Regions from separate parts of the Callithrix jacchus genome. Here region 1 is linked to region 2. Evidence: chromatin contacts called from public Hi-C data. All regions are on one chromosome and are shown on one strand. The core of a region is the stretch at or near the end of the contact, and the rest is flanking DNA. Distances in the headings are between cores, read along the strand shown. Region 1 overlaps LOC128931649 (a long non-coding RNA gene). Region 2 holds the start of SH3BP2 (SH3 domain binding protein 2).

The links. Hi-C and Micro-C count contacts between places; a contact is called where the count stands out from the background.
Region 1: a Hi-C map of induced pluripotent stem cells shows a contact between it and region 2, with 2.7 times the contacts expected there. The contact joins the enhancer-like site here to the promoter of SH3BP2 in region 2. A contact is called at or near these places in 2 of 3 Hi-C or Micro-C datasets (induced pluripotent stem cells and skeletal muscle).

Annotation. Positions count from the first base shown.
Region 1 is chr3:190,388,225-190,392,312 of calJac240_pri, forward strand. It overlaps LOC128931649 (a long non-coding RNA gene), which reads right to left. Exons shown (of 3, transcript XR_008480329.2): 2 at 146-270. Among named protein-coding and RNA genes, the nearest start is that of TNIP2, 14 kb to the right of the region's middle. Within about 2 kb of position 2,672, at least 2 of the 16 cell types and tissues checked have an H3K27ac peak or open chromatin away from gene starts, as enhancers often do.
Region 2 is chr3:190,352,687-190,357,077 of calJac240_pri, forward strand. It overlaps SH3BP2 (SH3 domain binding protein 2), which reads right to left and starts at 2,735. Exons shown (of 14, transcript XM_078367670.1): 1 at 2,639-2,735.

The DNA of each region.
Region 1 (4,088 bases), core at 1,422-3,921, 35 kb after region 2:
CTCACACCTGTAATCCCAGCACTTTGGGAGGTAGAGGTGGGAGGATCGCTTGAGCCCAGGAGTTCAGACCAATGTGGACAACATAGCAAGACCCTGGTCTCTACTAAAAAATAAAAAGAAATAAGCTGGGCATGGTGGTGCCCACCTGTAGTTCCCAGCTACTCAGGAGGCTGAAGCAGGAGGACCACTTGAGCCCAGGAGTTCAAGGCTGTAATGATTCACCATGGTGACACTGCACTCCAGCCCGGGTGATGAAATGAGATCCCGACTCTAAAAATAAAAGAATAAATGAACATGCGTGTTAAGTTTGAACGTGACCCTAGAAGTTCATGTATTAGAAATGTAGTCCCCAGTGCACCAGTGTTGGAAGGTGGGACTTTTAGGAAGCAGAGCCCTCACGGATTGACTGATGGCATTACAGCTGCAGTGGGCTCGTTCTCGCGGGAGTAGGTTCCTAGTAAAAGAACGAGTTTGGCCTCCTCCCCTTCCCTCTCTCTCTGGGGCGTGCCCCTCCATCTTCCTCCGCGGGGTCATGTAGCAAGGAGGCCCCTGTCCCAGTGTGGGCCTCTAGACAGTGGGCTTCCCGGACTCCAGAACCGTAAGAAATAAATCTCTGTTCTTCATAAATGATCCAGTCTGGGGTATTCTGCTACAGCAGCACAAAATGGCCTAAGACACTGTTCTGCTTCACTAATAATAAAATAAATACAAATGAAAAGAGTGAGGTAGCATTTTTCCTCATTGAAGATAAAACTTAGTGGCACCCCCATATATAAAGGCAGGTAAAAGCAGCATTTTATTACTACACATTCCTGTGTGTGCTTACTGTAAGATCGGTCTAATCTCAGCACTTTGGGAGGTCAAGGTGGGCAGTTCACAAGCTTAAGAGATCGCCAACATGGTGAGACCCCTCTCTACTAAAATACAAAAAATTAGCCGGGTGTGGTGGCACAAACCTGTAGTCCCAGCTACTCAGGAGGCTGAGGCAGGGGAATTGCTTGAACCCAGGAGGTGGAGGTTGCAGTAAGCTGAGATCATGCCACTGCACTCCAGCCTGGTGACAGAACAAGACTCCGTCTCAAAAAAAAAAAAAAAAAAAAAAGATCAGTCAGGCCAGGTGTGGTGGCTCATATCTGTAATCCTAGCACTTTGGGAGGCCGAGGCGGGTGGATCACCTGAGGTCAGGAGTTCACGATCAGTCTGGCCAACATGGCAAAACCCCATCTCTACTAAAAATACAAAAATGAGCCAGGCGTGGTGGTGGGCATCTGTAATCCCAGCTACTCAAGAGGCTGAGGCAGGAGAAGTGCTTGAGCCAGAGAGGTGGAGGTTGCAGTGGGCCGAGATCACGCCCCTGCACTTCAGCCTGGGTGACAGAGCAAGACTCTGTCTCAAAAAAAAAAAGATCAGCGGATGAGAATCCCCCAGTTGCACACTCTACTTGGCCAGGTGTTAGCAGGATAGGGCTGTGCTGTCATACAGCCCCCACTGCGCCATGACGGGGACCCCCAACGGCAACTGTGCTCCCTCCCTGCGCTCACAAGTGCAGGAGGCCGCCGAGAGGTGCTCCCTGGCCGGTGTGCACAGACCTGAACTGGTAAAATGCTCTTTTCCCTGTCAATACCACACTTATGGGGGTACTGGGTGGCCCTGTGACAACAGGGACCTGCTGTAGTGCTGCACAGAAATCTGTCAATCCCAAGGCACAGGTTCATATCCCGCTGACTTAACAACCAGGTAAAACTGGGCATCTAAATTATGAGTGTGTTTCAGATTTAGTTTCTACATTTCATCAGATTTATGAACTCTTTCTTTTTTCTTTTCTTTTCTTTCTAGAAACAGAGTCGTGCTTTGTTACCCAGGCTAGACTGTAGTGGCACAGTCACAGCTCCTGGGCTTGTGATCCTCCCGCCTCAGCCTCCCAAACAGCTGAGACTACAGGTGTGCACCACCACACTCAGATAATTTAGTTTTTGCAAAGATGGGGTCTTGCCATCTTGCCCAGGCATGTCTCGAACTCCCAGGCTCAAGGGATCCTCCTGTCTTGGCCTCCCAGAGTGCTAGGATTGCAGGCAGGAGCCACCACATGTGGACACGTGCACATAATTTAAACAGCTACCTAGTTTTACAAGGTTTCTTACGAAAAACAGCAGTTCCCTGTGTTCGCATCGCTGGAGGCAACTGCCTTCAACTTTCAGCTCGTTCTTTTGGTTTCAGCTCCAGATCCCTGAAAAGCATTCTTCCCTTGCTATTCCCTGCCCTCCAGTATCATTATAACTCATCTTTGACTCAGGTCAGTGGTCAGTTTCCATTGTGAGGAGACCGCACAAACTCTCTCATACCTGAGCCACGTAATGTGTCATGGTGACTTCCCCTCCCTGCTCACTCCGTTTCCCCCGGCGTTAATAAATGCTCTTTCTAATTCTGCTCACTTTCTTATTACTAATTCGACTCCGAATTCTGCCAAATGTCCCAACCTCCCCCAAAGCGTCTCAGTCCGTCAGACATTCCGCCAACTCAAAATGGACTCTGAGCGGGGGCCCAGCCTTCAGCCGGGGGCCTCCCTTGGCCAGGCTCTCCGCCCTTCTCTTCAGCAGGATCCCTGCTTCCTGGATCCCACCACTTCCTCTTTCCCAGTTCACTCTTTGACGCACCACACCCTCGGGTCACTTCCTGAGAAAGGGGCCGGGGATGTGCATTTTTTGAGGACTTAGCATTCTGAGGTTCTCTCTTCCAACCTCACTCGCGGTTAGCAGTTTGGCTGAGTGTAAACACCTAGGCTGGAACTCATTGCACTTCAGCGTTCAGAGAGTATTCATTCAGTGACTTCAGCCCTTAGTTGTGTTGTTGAGAAGTCGGAAGGCGTTCTGACCCTGGCCAGTTGCACAGGATCTATTGTTTTTATTTCTGTTTTTGTTTGAGATGGAGTTTCACTTTCTTCACCCAGGCTGGAGTGCAATGGCACAATCTTGGCTCACTGCAACCTCTGCCTCCCGGGTTCAAACAATTCTCCTGCCTTAGCCCCAAAAGCAGCTGGGATTACAGGTGCCTGCTACCACGCCTGGCTAATTTTTTGTATTTTTAGTAGAGACGGAGTTTCACCGTGTTGGCCAGGCTGGTCTGGAACTCCTGGCCTCAGGCGATCTGCCTGCCTCGGCCTCCAAAGTGCTGCGATTCCAAGTGTGAGCCGCTGGTCCAGGCCGAGACCTAGTGTGTCTCTCTGGGTATTTACAGGACCTTCTCCTTGTCTCCCATGTTCTGAAACTCCCTCTGATGTGCCTTAGGCATATATTTATTTTCATTCTTGGTTCTAAGCATTCAACGGGTCCTTTCAATCCAGAAACTTGAGTTTAATTTCTCTTTCTTTCTTTTTTTTTTTTTTTGAGATGGAGTCTCGCTCTGTCACCCAGGCAGTGCAGTGGCACACTCTCAGCTCACTGCAACCTCCGCCTCCCAAGTACAAGTGAGTCTCCTGCCTCAGCCTCCCGAGTAGCTGGGATTACAGGGGTGTACCACCACACATGGCTATTTTTTTTTTTTTTTGAGGCAGAGTCTTGCTCTGTTGCCAGGCTGGAGTGCAGTGGCGTGATCTCGGCTCACGGCAACCTCTGACCCCCGGTTCAAGTGATTCTCCTGCCTCAGCCTCCTAAACAGCTGGGATTACAGGCGTGTGCCACCACACCCAGCTAAGTTTTGTATTTTTAGTAGAGATGGGGTTTCACCATGTTGGCCAGGATGGTCTCAATCTCTTGACCTTGTGACCTGCCCACCTCAGCCTCCCACAGTGCTGGGTCTACAGGCCTGAGCCCCCACGCCTGGCCTACAAATGTCTTTAATACATGACAAAAGCAAGCTGTGGCTTCTTTTCACTGAAGGCTGGAGAGGGGGTAGATCTGTCAAGGCCACCAGGGCCTGCAGGCCACGCACCAGGCTCTCCCCCTCGGGGGCTGTGGGGGCTTCTTGCTGTGCCCGTCCGTCCTCAGCTGCCATGAGCCACACCTATGCATCACTGGAGTTTGTCAGAGGTGCCAGGCCGACAAGTGCCCCTGGGTTCCCTATCCTCCCAGGGATATCCCTCCTTGGGATGC
Region 2 (4,391 bases), core at 1,485-3,984:
TTTGCAGAAGAGGAAACAGGGTCAGGAAGTGCAATTCACGATTCACCTGTGAGGCTCAGGTGTCCTGGCCCGTGGCCGAGAGGCAGTGCCTTGCTCTCGGCCCCATCCTGTCCGGCTCCAAGGCACCAGCCAAGGATCGGTGAGAAGGGTTCCAGTGCTCCGGGGAGCAGGGCCAGCCCATGAGCCCAAAATGCTCACTATTCCCTCTGGGACTTTCGCAGCCCACACGTGGGACTGTCTCCAGCCCCTGGATGAAAGATCACAGAGGCCTCTGGGGAGGGGCCACCTATCCTGGAGGAAGGATTCCAGGGTCTGCGTGGCCCCTCTCCTCGCCTCCCAGCTCCTCCATGCCCTCACCTGGTGTGCACAGGCCTCTCCCGTCAAGCTGGTCTGCCACTCCCCTCCTCCCCTCCCCCCGCCCACTTTTGGCTCAGTCTGTCTGTACCTGCTCGGCTCAGAGCACTCCTCCTGACTGCACGCCCTGCATTCACTGGCCCATGGGGTGGGAGCCACCCCATTGCGCCTGGGGTGGGGCAGCTCGCACCGTCTGGCAAATGCCAAGCCTTTTCCCTGCTAGCCTGCCCTTGTTCTCACTTGCCCAGGCTGCACAGTGATGCCCAAGCCACCCAGGTTATTGAAGAGCCATATACTCACGTGCTCTGGGCTTACAGAGGCCAGTGAGGAGGGCAGAGCCTGCCACATAGTCATAGACCCAGGCTGTCCCCACAAGGAAGCTCTGGGGACAGAACCCAGGAAGACCCAGGGGCTGCCCAACACTAGCCACTCCTGATGGACTCAGGCCTTTGCCCAGGCGATCAATGTGGTCAGGAACCCGGGAGCCTGCCCTTTACCCCAGGCCTCTCCAGGCCAGGCCCTGCCCCCACCCCGCCTGAGCAGAGTTGGTCCCACTGTCCCTGCTGTCAAGCCAGGACATACAGCAGCCCCAAGGGCCAGAGATAGCACCTCCAGCGACCCACTGTTACCGAATACCAAGCACATGCCACCACCACCATCCCCCATCGTGGACACTCACAGTCACCCACAAGGCACAAAGTGGTTCACAGCCTTCAGGTTGTGAATGATAAAATGGGGGCGTGGCAGGGGGAAGCTTCCTAGCCATGATCACACAGATGGAAAGTAGTGACATCTGAGTTCACACCCAGGACCTGAGCAGAGTTCATGCCCTTTCTCCCTGCCCCTTAGGAACCAAGGCTGGCCAACTTGTCTCTCCCGGCCCCTGGGCTTCCCGTCTGTGGGCCTGCTCGTGTGCGGGGGGTGGGGAGCTCAGGCTGACTCAGTGCCCTGCTTCCTCTGTCCATGTGGGCAGGAAGGGCTGAGGCAGGCCCAGAGCCTGCCCTCCCTCCCTCTGCCTCTCCAAGCCAGCCTCCTTGGTGGGCTTCCCCATGACCCTGGAGGCCTGGGGACTCCCTGAAAGCATCCTGTCAGCATCCCTCTCCCCAGATGGTCCTGGCTGCGAGTTCCCGGGCATAGCTGCCTACCTGTCTTCCTTCTGCCTGCCCCCTCCAGTGTGTGCCCCATTTGGGCACAGAGCCAGACAGTGGGAGCCTGGCAGGGAGAGGGTGTGGACAGAGTCCTCATTCCCTTGCAGCCGTTGTCCCAGGCCCCCTGTCCTGCCAGGAGTGGCGTGCTGGGAGTGGGGCCCTGAGACAGGCTCCAGCAGGGCCCCTCGAGGGTGTCTGGGTAAAGGACACAGTGGACAGAGTGGTAAGAACCAGGAGCAGGTGGAGCCCAGCCCCTCCTCTGGTCCCACCAGTCCCGAGCCAGTGAGGGCAGCGGCTCACCCAGGCACTGGGAGTTGGTGCAGGGCTGACCTGAACCCACAGTCTGGCTTCCGTCAGGAGGTGGCCATCAGCCCTGCCTTCAGGCGGTTGTGGAAAGAATTCCACTCATTTCATCACCGACCTGTGTCACCTGCAGGGTCACACACGTGTCGTCCAGGCAGGCTGTCCACACGGCCACCCCAGCAGCCCACACGGAGCACCCACCCCTGGCCACAGTCACTTGGAAGGACTTAAGTGTGGCCGCTAGACCAGGAGGCACAGCTGTCCCCAGTGTTGGCAGATGAGCAAACTGAGGCACAGAGAGAGGACAGGAGGTGCTCACAGAGGGCAGGCACCAGGCGCAGAGGCCCAGAGCAGCGGGAAAGTGCTGGGCTGCAGGGGAAGGGGCTGTCCCGGGCCCCTAATTCCCCCAGTCCTTCTGCCATCCGCTGAGATTCCCTGTTGCCCAAGAGAGTTGCAGACGCCCGGGTATCAGTCACTCACACTTCAGTGTGAATCAGCGTCAGTGGGCTGCTTTTCTCGCCCTCTGTGAAGCACGGCCGCAAGACCCCGCCGCGGCGCCAGAGGGGCACGAGGGAGGCGAAACAGACGCGTCGCATCGCCTGTCATCCCTGAACCCCAGGAAAGGGACACCCGGCCCGCGCTCCCTTCAGCAGCGCGCCCCCCCCTCCCCGCCGTGCCAGGCCCCGTGCGCCCTGCGGCGAGGACGCGGAGGCCCCGGGGCCCGGAGAGGCCGCTGCTCACCTGGGACCCCCGAGACCCACTAGGACCTGCCGAGACCCCGAGATTCCCCCGAGACCCCCCCCAGACTGCCGAGACCCGCCACGGAGGCTTACCCGCCGAGCGCTGTACTGGCCCGCCGGCCCTGGGTGGAGGCGGCTGCGCGCTGGGCAGCCAGGCGCTCCCTCCCGCGGGGCCGGCTGCCCGCTGCCCGCCGCCCACAGCTCCGTCCCGCCCCGGCCGCCCTCCTGGCCCCGCCCCGGGCCGGCACCGCCTCTCCCCCGCCGCTCCCGCAGTCCTCGAGCAGAGCGTGGGGCGGGCCGGGACCTCAGGGTGGGCGGGGACTGCACGTGGTGGGAGGAGGCCCCTGGGGGCTCAGGCGCCAGGTCCGCAGGAGGCGCTCAGTACCCGCCGGTGAGCGAGGCAGCCTGTCTGTTCCTCCTGCGTGTCCCTCCCTGTGACAGCCCCATGCCCAGCGAGCTAGGTGGAAAAGGCGCTGTCCACTCCCGCAACCCCGTGGTCCTGATCCTGGGTGACCCCACCCCTGCCCGTGGGTGCGACTCTGGCCCAGGCCAAGACAGGAGCGGAGGAGGCAGAGGGGGCTTGCCGGGCACCGGGGAATCTTGTCTGTTTCCACCTGGCCTCCAGGGTACTTTTCAGCCACTTCCGACCTTGCCTTGGACCAGGTCTGGACCCTAGTGGCTCAGAGGTCTTCTCGGAGGCTGGGAGGCGAAGGAGACCAGGTGCTTTTCACTCGGCCTCCCCTGAGGCTCCCTTTCCTCCACCACCACCCTCTGCAGACTGCCGCCTAATGGTAGACCTACAGACACAGATTCCTCGGTGAAGGGCAGGGGCCCGGAGAGCAGGGGGCTTCCTGGGAGGAAATGGCCTCCTAGCCCTCAGGGCCAGGTGGGTGGAGAGACCAGGCAGGGACTGCAGAGCTGGAGGGTGAACGGAGTCCCCCACTGCAGGGGTCAACTGCTTGGAGCATGGGGGGCTCCTCCCCATGAGGAGTAGGGACTGGACCCTAGGTCCCAGGGCCCAGGAAGCTGTGAACAGAAGAAGGACAGGTTCTTGCTGGGAACCCAAGGGAGCTGGAGGTGGGTGGTGGTGACCTGGCCCTGTCTGACCTCTGTGCTGTGTGCAAGGGGCCAGAGTCCATCAGACAGCAATAACGGGCTGGACGGGATGCTCCAAATCAGGCAGGGGCAGGGGTGTCCAGGGCTGGCCGTGCAGCAGGTGAAGGACTGGGTTTGGGTCCTTCAGGGTGAGATACCTGAGGGCCTCCAGGAGACATTGCCAGGCCAAGCAGTTGCCCAGGATTGCAGCTGGACTGAGTGTGGGCCGAGTCACTGTCCACTTGTCCCCGAGCTGCCCAGCAGTGGGTCCCAGGCCTCAGAAAGGGGATCCCTGGCCACAATAGCTGTCCTCCCTGCGGGAGGAGAGGTTAACTGGGGAGGGGAGTAAGTGGGAGGAACCAGAAAACTAGGTGTCCAGGCCCAGAGTCCAGGCAGAGAGGAGGGACTGGTGCCAACCAGGGAGTGACCAGGACCAAGGCAGGGCCGCTGGAGAGGAAGGGACAAAGCAGGGGAGGGTACAGGAGAATCTTCAGACAACGGGGCCCTTTTCCTCATCTGTGAAATGGAGGAGGGCCTCTACCGGGGAGGCAGCAGGACAGTGGGTGGGGCATGAGAGCAAGCAGATAACCCACCCGGCCCAGGGCCACCCCTCACCCCTACACTGGGGCTGTGACTCTGCCCCAATGGCCTAGCTCTCAGGGCTGAACTTAAACCCCAGCGACGGAGGAGATGGGTGCCGGCCGCCTGGGGCGCTCGCCCTCTAGGGTGCCTGCTCACATCGCCATCTGTA